Regions from separate parts of the Mus musculus genome. Here all the other regions are linked to region 1. Evidence: chromatin contacts called from public promoter capture Hi-C data. All regions are on one chromosome and are shown on one strand. The core of a region is the stretch at or near the end of the contact, and the rest is flanking DNA. Distances in the headings are between cores, read along the strand shown. Region 1 holds the start of Mau2 (MAU2 sister chromatid cohesion factor). Region 2 holds the start of Ushbp1 (USH1 protein network component harmonin binding protein 1). Region 3 holds the start of Fcho1 (FCH domain only 1).

Region 1 (3,188 bases), core at 288-2,787:
TATTGTCGCTCTGCCTAATTTTTTGGTACAGAGCAGCTCACAAAACCTTAAAGCCCGTTTCAGTGCGTGGCTGCCAATACACCCCAGGAATCCACCTGTGTCCAGTCCGAAGTCCTGTGCTTTCAGGCACACAACAGTACATCTGGCTTTTTTACATGAGTACTGAAGATGGGGAGCCAGGTCCTCACTCTTGGGCAACAAGCATTTTAACTACCACCATCTCGTCAGCCCTTAAATTCTAAATGTTGAAAGCAAAACTGACTCCCTAGACACTACCAGAGTTGACACCCCTAATTATTTCCATTTCATTCATAACAATCTCCAAGGAGACAATCCTAGTCCACTCTGAGGCCTATCCAGCCTCTGTGGTGAAACCTCTGCCTTCCTATAGACAGCATCTACTCATATGGAACATCTTGTACTCAAGAAAGACTTTTCATGGAGCCAGAGAGATGGCTCAGAGGTTAAGAGTGCTTGTCACTCTTCCAGAGAATCCAAGCAAACATCCAGGTGGCCTACTATAACTCCAGCTCCAGGTACTCACACACAAAGACATAAAGACAAATGGATTTTTAAAAACTGTTAAGCCTTCCCTGACCTTCAATATATTAGCAGCATCCAACCTCACGTCACGAGAACTAGTTCTTTGCAAAATTTGCTTCCAGGTGCACTGACACGCAAGCTTAGCACAGCGTTTGGCACCCAGCAAGTGTGGAAGCATATGGTGAATGGGCAAATGCATTTCATCCTAGGGGCACAGGGAGAGCTAAACCCGTAACCGTGGGAAACCGCCCTGGCTGACCCAGTGCAGTTCGGAAACGCACATTTCCCACAAGGCAGGACCCAAGCCAAAGGGGACCGGAGGGGCAGGAGGGATGTCCCAGGCTGTCCGCTGTGGATGCCACCGGCCCGAGAGCAGTTTATTGGGAAAGCCCATGCGGTTCCCACCCGGCGCCCAGGCCTTTGAGGGAGACCAGGAGCGCTCCTCAGCCACGGGCGGGGGTTGGGGGGCGAACCCGAGTCTGGGGTCTCGGCAGACCAGAGAAGGGCACACGCAACGTTACTGTAAGTTTCCCTGGGGCTGAGGCGAGAAGTCCGCGTGTCAGGTCCGTGACAGAAAGTAGGGTGAACAGGAGACGTGCAGTCGCGAGAACCCAGGCGGGCGGCGAAGGGAAGTCGGGGGATGTTACCTGCAACATCCCGGTTGTCCATCTTGAGACTCATCCAATCCCACAATGCTCCGGCGCCACCTGAGAAGAGGGAGGCTCTGTTATAGTGCGCTTGGTCTGATGGTAAATGTAGTCCTTCTCCGACAATCTCGTCCAACCCCCTTCTAGGACACCGGGCGTCTTCTCCACAGAAACGCCGGCGTCAGTTCACGAACGTGTATTACTCTCAGTTACGATGATGCAGAGGTATCATCCTCTCCTCAGAGTCTTCCTCAGTCGGAGCCACTTCGAACACACACCATAAGACCCAGAAGTCCTTGCGTAGCAGTTCTCGCGAGAATTGCGGGTCGCCAGGCCCCGCCCCTCAAGGTGCTTCCGCCTCTCTGTGGAGGCGGCTTGTTGTTGTGCGGGCCAAGATGGCGGCACAGGCGGCGGCTGCGGCGCAGGCGGCGGCTGCAGCTCAGGCTGCCGCCGCACAGGCCGCACAGGCCGAGGCAGCCGAGTCGTGGTATCTGGCTCTCCTGGGTTTCGCCGAGCACTTCCGAACATCTAGCCCGCCCAAGATCCGCTTGTGCGTTCATTGCCTGCAGGCCGTGTTCCCCTTCAAGCCGCCTCAGCGGATCGAGGCCCGGACGCACCTGCAGCTCGGCTCGGTGCTTTACCACCACACGAAGAACAGCGAGCAGGCGCGCAGCCACCTGGAGAAGGCGGTGAGTGTGCGGGCCAGGCGGGCGGGCCGCGGGTACCGGGGACTCGATCCTCTCCGCCTCGTCGGGCTTGGGACTTCCGAAGGCCTCGCCCTCACCTGCGGTGACAGACGCGGCTCCGCCACGCCCTCTCACCCGGGAACCGGGAAAGTTGTCCCTCTTCAGCTACTTGGTGCTTGCATCGGGGACCCTCCTAGTCGGGTGGCCGCGGGAACAGGACCCAGAGCGTCAGCCTAGAAGCACCTACCTAAGGAAGAGATGCGAGCTCCCTGACGTGTGAAAGCGAGGTCGCAGGAAATCTGAAAGTCCAGGACTTCTGACAGTCAGGTGTCTAGGTCTGGAGTCCCAGATCCTTGTGGCATGGATATTGGGGAAGGTGAGGCCTTCAGCCTCTTGTTGAACGTTGTTGCCTTGTGAGGACCTGAAGTGCAGAAAGTAGCTTCTAGAGTCACTTGCACCTCGGGGGTCTGGAGGTCAGTCTCACTGTTGGTGGCTTCTTCTCCCACCACGAAATGGTCCATCTTTGAAAGAGTCCCCACTCCGCCTCCAACTTGATTTGTGACGTCTTGGTGCTTCACAGAATTTCAAGAGGTAGCTGTCATTCAGCTTCTCAGTAAGACTTGTTTCTTCTCATGGCAACTGTGTCTCTTCCACACCTCCGCCTCTTTTTTGCCATTTTCCTATCTTTGTTTCCTTGACTATTCAGATGTTTAATGTTCTGACCTGCAGACAGTCTAGTAAATTGCCTTCAGGAGGGGATCAAAATTCTTGTTTCCCACACTGTGCATAGTTAGAGCTTCTAATCCTCACTGAACCAATAAACTTCCTTATTTCAAGAGTGAAACCGTATAGGCTTAGCTAAGTAAAGTGATTTAGCAAAGACCACACTGTGTGAAGTTTGGGTTTTTTGTTTGTTTTTGTGTTGGGGGGGGTTGTCGTGGTCTTACACGATGTAGCAAAGAATTGGTCTCAATTCCCAGCTGTCATCCTTCCTGGCCACCCAAGTACTGAGATTACAGGCATAGTTGCACATACCTGTGATGTACATGTTCAAGGGAGAGGCAAGAGGCTAGCCTCGGCTACACAGGAAGAATATCTCAAAGAAAGCAGGTCTGCTTAGATGACTTTGTGGGTAAAGGCTTTTGCAGCACAAGCCTGATAACTTGAGTTTGAGTGGAAGGTGAACACTCTCAAAAATTGCCTTCTGATCTCCAAATTTGCCTGCACTCATACATATCATACACAACAAATAATACCATTAATTTTAAAAAATTATAATCAAAAAGAGCTGGGTAGGGTGGCAGATGCCTTT
Region 2 (3,166 bases), core at 215-2,714, 1.4 Mb before region 1:
GCCTGGTCACTGGGTATTCGACCCATTAAGGCCTCCAGTGGCTCCCACACCTGGGAGACTTGGTTTGTGGAGCCGAAAAGATACAGTTGAAGTTTCCCAAAACTACTTTTCCCCTGAGGCGGCGCCGGTCCGGTCCCTAGGGAAACACAGGAAGCCCAAGTGACCCTGCGATGGATGCGCGGTTTTAGGGGTGGCATCTCGGGACCTCGAATCCCCCACCCCTAAGTCCTCAAGAAGAACGAACCTGGAGCTACAGCAATCCGGGTCGAAGTTAGACCACGGCGACACAAAGCTCACGCGCGTTCACAGTGCCGCAGGTTCCACTCTGTAGCCTGGGCACCGCGGCCAGTCAATCAGGACTCTAGGAAGCCGCCATCTTCCTGGCCGGAAGTTTGTGCGGCGCTGCCGAGACACCTTCTGGGAAATGTAGTTCAGTGGCCCTCGGGACATGGAAGCTGATAGGCTGAGGCGTTCTGGGGGTGTGGCTTGGAGTGGCTGGAATGGGGCTGAAGATGGGTAATACTGGGAGTGGGTGTGATCTGTGGTGGATAGAAGCAAAATTGGGCGTAATTTGTAGTTCCGGTTTAATCACGCTATGGTTCTCAAGGCTTCTGCTGAAATAGGACAGAAGCCTGAGCTGGGCGGGGCCGTTTGATGATTGACGGGGTAGGACTTGGCTTGGACTTGCCAAAGGCCTTCTCAGTTACTTATGTAACTTAGGTTGGCATTCATTCACTAGTACCTTGATGAGGACTGGTGGTGCACACCTGTCATCCCAACACTCCAGAGACCCGGAGACGAAGATCGGGCGTTTAGACCAGGCTGGGCTAAATGAGACGCTGTATAAAAACTAAAATGTAAAGAAAAAGTAAAGAAGGCAGCAGACACACTGTGGACAAGCTTATTGTTGCCAGTGCCTCCAACCGCCTGATGCAGCAGTTCAGACTCATTGAAGAGAAACGTTGTGGGCTACTGAGCAGGTGCAGGCTCTTGCCACCAATCCTGAGGGGCCTGAGTTCGATCTCGGAGACAAGTAGGACCACCACAGACAAAGATGAGTAAAGCAAAGTAATGAAAAATAAAAGCTGTGCAAATGCTGAAGCCAACTCCTACAGTTTTGGTTTTTTTTTGGTTTTAGAAACACACACACACACACACACACACACACACACACACACACACACACACAAAGACCTTCACATTAGAGCGAGTCCTGGTGAACAGGGGACACAAAAAATCCAAAATGAAAATGGAAGGTTTGGCCTCGGGTAAGGGGATACTGATATCTTTAGAGCGGGACAAAGGTCCTGGTCCTCCATCCTCCTCCCGTTCTGGAGGAAGCCGGCATCCTGGAGAAGGAAACGAAACAATAACTGTCCATGTGATCAGGGTAGGGGGGCTTCCTGTTTCCCAGCCCCTCCCGGGCCACTTTTGGCTATCGCAGCCTCAGTAGCCAGTGGCCAGAATGGCTTGAGATATGCCCTGGATCTCAGGCCTTTCCCAAGGTGCTCTGGAGAAGCAGAGAAGAGCGCAGCAGGGTCAACCCCCAGGGTGAGGGAGTTTGATGCTAAGAGCCGTAGGAAGAAAGAGGATTTTAGGGTCCCTACCCAATGCTTCTATGGGGGGTGGGGCACAGATAAGAGAAACGCCTTCAGACAGCTGAGGGGAGAAGAATGCCCAGTAGAGATGGGGGATGGGGGAGTAAGGAACAAGTAGATAGTTAGTGGGCACTATTGGAGAGGTATATGAATATTTAAATGTGTCAATCGGAGTAGACACCCCAAAAATCCTACAGGAAACAAAAAAACAAAAAACAAGGATTCTAAGGTGACGAAGGCAAGAACTGAAAGCAGACTGTAGTGACAGAGGCAATGAGTGCCCGGGCCACACGGCCCCGAAGCCGTCGAGGGAGGCATCCTCTGCCTGTAAGTGTGCCCCTCTTCCTGCCACACTCAGTCCCATGGATCCTGGGAACCCAGGCCTGCTAGGCTCAGAGCCCGTGGTGGTGTAGGGGAGTCCTCCACAGGTGGAGCTGGATATGATGGCCAAGAGACTGTGTGTGTGTGTTGGGGGGAAACGGGGTTCATTCACAGGGGGAGCTAGACCCTGTAGCTGAGAGCTCAGAGGAAGTAGATGCCAACAATGGACGCTTCGAGACTAAACCTGAGCTGCATCAGGAATACCTTGGTCCTGGCCTTCAGAGCCCAAGGAACTGGTAGGATGCATTTAGTATGTACCCTATATTCTAGCCCAACACCCCAACACCCCCCCTGCACAAAGCTGCCTCCTGCCACTCACCTGCCCATTGCCTCTGCTGCCTGCCTCTCTCCTCTTCCTGTTTATCCTCCAGCCATGCCGCTCATTCCCTACTCTACCTTCCTAGCGACCCTAGGGTTAGCCCTCCAGGTCTCTTCTGAGCCTCAGGTGGCTGGGGTTCCCCCACTATCTTCACAGGATCAAGGAGGGTTGTGATGTGGGATCCCATGCGGTTCTATCCTTGAGCCCAGAAGAACAGTGCGAGCCTGAGGTGGAAGCCCACCAGGTCCTGCAAGAAGCCCCCCTGGATAGTGGCCCTGCTGAGATATCAGTACCCAGTGTGTATGAGACCTTGCAGTGCAGGCTGAGCTCCCTTGAGGCAGTTGTAGCTGCCTTGCGCCACCACTCGCTAAGCTTTCCAAAGTCAGTGGAAGCAGAAGACAGAGACCAGGGGGCTCCGGGGCCCTTTGGTGATGAGAAAGAAGACGCAGGACCTGGACAGCAGGAGGCTGCTCGCCTCATAGAGAGGAACGCCTGGCTGCGGCTAGCCCTGTGCAACCGGGAGGATGAGCTGGCATGCACTCAGGCTTCACTGCAGGACGCCCAGGCAGAGAAGGAGACTCTGCAGAGACAGGTAAGCTGGTGACTGGGGAAGAGGCAGATCCAGCCTTGGGAGCAGACACACTGATGTGGAACAGTGACAGATGTGCCAAGGAAGTGACCAACAGAGACAGCACAGTGAGAGGGAGAGCAAGGAAGACAGGCAGGCTGCACCCCATGATCTTAACACTCAGGAAGTCCAAGAGGGACAGTCTCCACTCAGGTGAGCCCTGGCTAAGACCAACTTTGTTCTCAGCTGTAGACTGAGTCCAAGGCTAGCCTGGATTACAGACCCTACCTATGTCAGTTG
Region 3 (2,941 bases), core at 96-2,595, 1.7 Mb before region 1:
TGATCACAGGTCAAAACCTGTTCCATCCGACTCTGATGGCTTTGCTTCAGCCCCTGGAACCCACCCTACTCCAGCTCTGGACACAGCAATGGCATGCATGCACACATCCACACACATATGGGGAGGAGAGAGAGGGAGGAAGGAAGGGAGGGAGGGAGGGAGGGAGGGAGAGAGAGAGAGAGAGAGAGATGCTTTTCTTACCATTCTCAAATCCCAGAACCCAAAGGTGACTCGAGGGCTCTTGGGCCAACAAAAGGACATGTGAAAAATGTGAACAGCATGGAGAATGGAGAGCGGGCTATCTTACCAATTGTGGCAGATGGTCACCAGTCAGCTGGGTGTGGGGCCTATCTAAATGTTTAATCTTTATTGTTTGAATTGATGCATAAATTGATTAATTGATTCATTGGTAGTGTGCACATGCCACAGGTTAGAGGATACTTTTCAGGACTCTCTCAAAAAATCCAGGCTTTGCTACAAGCATCTTTGCCCACTGAGCCATCTCACCGGCCCTGAAGCTAGTATTTAGCTATGTATGGTTGCCATCAGAACCCGGCATCATTTGGGGCAGAGCTGCAGTAGATGGTTCAAGTAAGAAGTGGGGCAGCCTCAGTCTGGGATGGACCTGGATTTGATTCCCACCACAGGAAAATGCCCAAACTGAGGTGTCTGGGGTCCAAGGCTGCAGGGGCATGTACTGGAGATGAAGGGCACTTAGCTTTCTGGTTGTGCCCAGGCCAGTGGTCCCACTTCCTTGGAGGTGCTTCTGGGGCAGGGAGAGAGATGGCTCAGTAGTCCTGAGGATCATCATGCTGCCATGTGACCCTGAACAAGAAACGGAGCCCAGGCCGGGGAGTTAAGTCTCTCGAAGTTGTCATATGGGAGTGGAGTGGACATGTGGCTCTTGCTTAATGCTGGGGCAGCCTGGCTTCATCACCAGCACACAGCCTGAATAAATAAATGGCATGTCACATGAATGGATAGACCAGAGTTGCTATATGACCTCCAAAGCAACTCCTAGCCATGTTCCTTGATTCCTTTGTTTGTAAAATGAGGCTCAATATTAAATGTCACCTAATTCACAGCCTCGGAGGGGTTCTCCAAAGAGCCATGTATGCAGTAGGTACTTAATAAAAGCTATCCCCTCTTTCCCTCCCAGTCTCCCGAGAGACTTGACAGGTGCAGAGATCAAGGAGCTTCTCCTGTCACTTTAAAATATGCAAATAGCCTGCGGATGAATTTCCAGGCTCAGCCAACCAGTGCAGGGTTTATGAAGCACCGCGGGGCGGAGCTCCTCCTGACCACACCCATGGCGGGGCCAGCAGCGCGCTCCGCAGCGCGCGGGGAGGGCGGGGCGCGGGTCTGGAGCGCGCAGGTAGCGCCGCGAGAGGCGGTGAGTGTCCCCGGCGCGGGGCTCCGGTGCGGGGTGCGGGGTGCAGGACGCGGGGGCGGGGTGCGGGGCGGGGACGCAGCCTCCATCCTGACCCGGCCCGAGCGCAGGTGCCGTCTGCAGAAGGCGGGGCGCCACTCTATGGCATCTCTCAATCCTGGGCTGGGAGGCTGAGACCCCCCCCAGGACCCCCAATCCCTCTTCCGGGTCTCTAGCCTGGCCCTAAGCTGGGGGCCGCCTCCCTCGCTGCCCCTCTTCCTCGCCTGGGAACGAGGGTCTCCTCCTTTCCTTTGCACCCGCTCTAGGGTTGGTAGGCTGGTGGGGGTTCTGTAGGGCGAGTGTGGTGGAATTGCGGGGTATCTGGAGTATGGAGCGCGGGATCCCCTCCCGGGGGAACGGGGCCTGGAGAGGCCTGGAGCCTGCACCAGGGACTCCCGCGCCCTGTTAGGGGGGCAGCCGGCATCTGCTCCAAGGGACAGAATTAGTCTAGGTGAATGAGGATGGGGTGCAGAGAAGGTCGGGGATGGCCGCCCCTCCACTTGCCCTCAGCGTCGCAGGACCTGCTTCATGGTGACCTTGGGCAGGTGACAGCACCTCCCTGATCCTTAGTCTCCTCCTCAGAATATAGAGGTTGAGGAAGCCAGACTATCTGTCTCAAATTCCCAACACCTGTGCCCCATTTTCTCCAGATGGGGACCACAATCTTTAGTCAAATGTTAGGGCACTCTGGTTTTGGCACTTTAAAAGGGGTTGAGCCTGGTGTGGTCATTACAATCCTCTGGTGGCTGAGGCTGGAAGATCTGCAGCTTGAGGCCAGCCTGGGCTACATTCACAGACTCTGCCTCATTAAAAAAGCATAAACAAAACAAACCATGATTTTGATTGATGGATACAGTCTAGCCTGGGGCGGAGCAGCGAGACCTAAGGCCAGCAGAGGACAGTTTCTATCTGACCATAAGATGGACGGGCCTCCAATCAAGACCCAGACTTTGTCACTGTGGTCCCACCCATGTGGCTGCCCAGGTCACACCCTGACCCACATACCATCACCTACAATAGGGTTCCTAGGCTGGTTCCTGGGCGGGGTCCCAAGTGGAAGGTCAGGTCTTAGTCCCTGCCTCTTGCAGGATAGTAGGGTGAGTCCCAGGCAGGAAGCCTGACACCCCCAAATTTGTGTGCCCAGACTGGACTTAAACTGAGCCTTCTGTGAAGTGGACTGAAAGTCTGTAGGAAGATCAGAGGTGGTTGTGGGAGTGACAGCGCGCCGTAAACACCCACTCCTATGATAGTAATTATGATATTGCATTCATTAAATGGGGTCACAGCCAAGGAGGCAGTGAGATGTCTTTGAAGGGTGTGACCAGTGTCACTAGCACCCCAAGGACTTGGGTACACAGTGGTGCTCAAAGTATGTGTGACAAATGAAATGACTCAGTGGAAGGCTTGCACAGTGGCCTCAGTTTCCCTGTAGATTTCTGGCTGGTGTGGGAGGGGAGGCAGTGAGGGTCACACTAGGGATCAATGGCTGTGGGCACAGCCAGCCTGTATCCA

The links. Promoter capture Hi-C pulls out the DNA fragments that hold promoters and counts their contacts.
Region 2: a contact with region 1 is called in a promoter capture Hi-C map of pre-B cells, with 2.1 times the contacts expected there. The contact joins the promoter of Ushbp1 here to the promoter of Mau2 in region 1. A contact is called at or near these places in 1 of 39 promoter capture datasets (pre-B cells) and 1 of 9 other capture datasets (pancreatic islet).
Region 3: a promoter capture Hi-C map of erythroid cells shows a contact between it and region 1, with 20 times the contacts expected there. The contact joins the promoter of Fcho1 here to the promoter of Mau2 in region 1. A contact is called at or near these places in 1 of 39 promoter capture datasets (erythroid cells) and 1 of 9 other capture datasets (pancreatic islet).

What each region holds. Positions count from the first base shown.
Region 1 is chr8:70,041,083-70,044,270 of GRCm38.p6, reverse strand. Mau2 (MAU2 sister chromatid cohesion factor) reads left to right here and starts at 1,537. Exons shown (of 19, transcript NM_001376946.1): 1 at 1,537-1,879. The coding sequence starts at 1,586. It overlaps Sugp1 (SURP and G patch domain containing 1), which reads right to left and starts at 1,484. Exons shown (of 14, transcript NM_027481.3): 1 at 1,191-1,484. The coding sequence starts at 1,224.
Region 2 is chr8:71,394,099-71,397,264 of GRCm38.p6, reverse strand. It overlaps Ushbp1 (USH1 protein network component harmonin binding protein 1), which reads left to right and starts at 1,464. Exons shown (of 13, transcript NM_181418.3): 1 at 1,464-1,551; 2 at 1,796-1,925; 3 at 2,094-2,215; 4 at 2,455-2,890. The coding sequence starts at 1,872. It overlaps Babam1 (BRISC and BRCA1 A complex member 1), which reads right to left and starts at 410. Exons shown (of 9, transcript NM_026636.2): 1 at 245-410.
Region 3 is chr8:71,724,085-71,727,025 of GRCm38.p6, reverse strand. Fcho1 (FCH domain only 1) reads left to right here and starts at 1,345. Exons shown (of 28, transcript NM_028715.3): 1 at 1,345-1,393.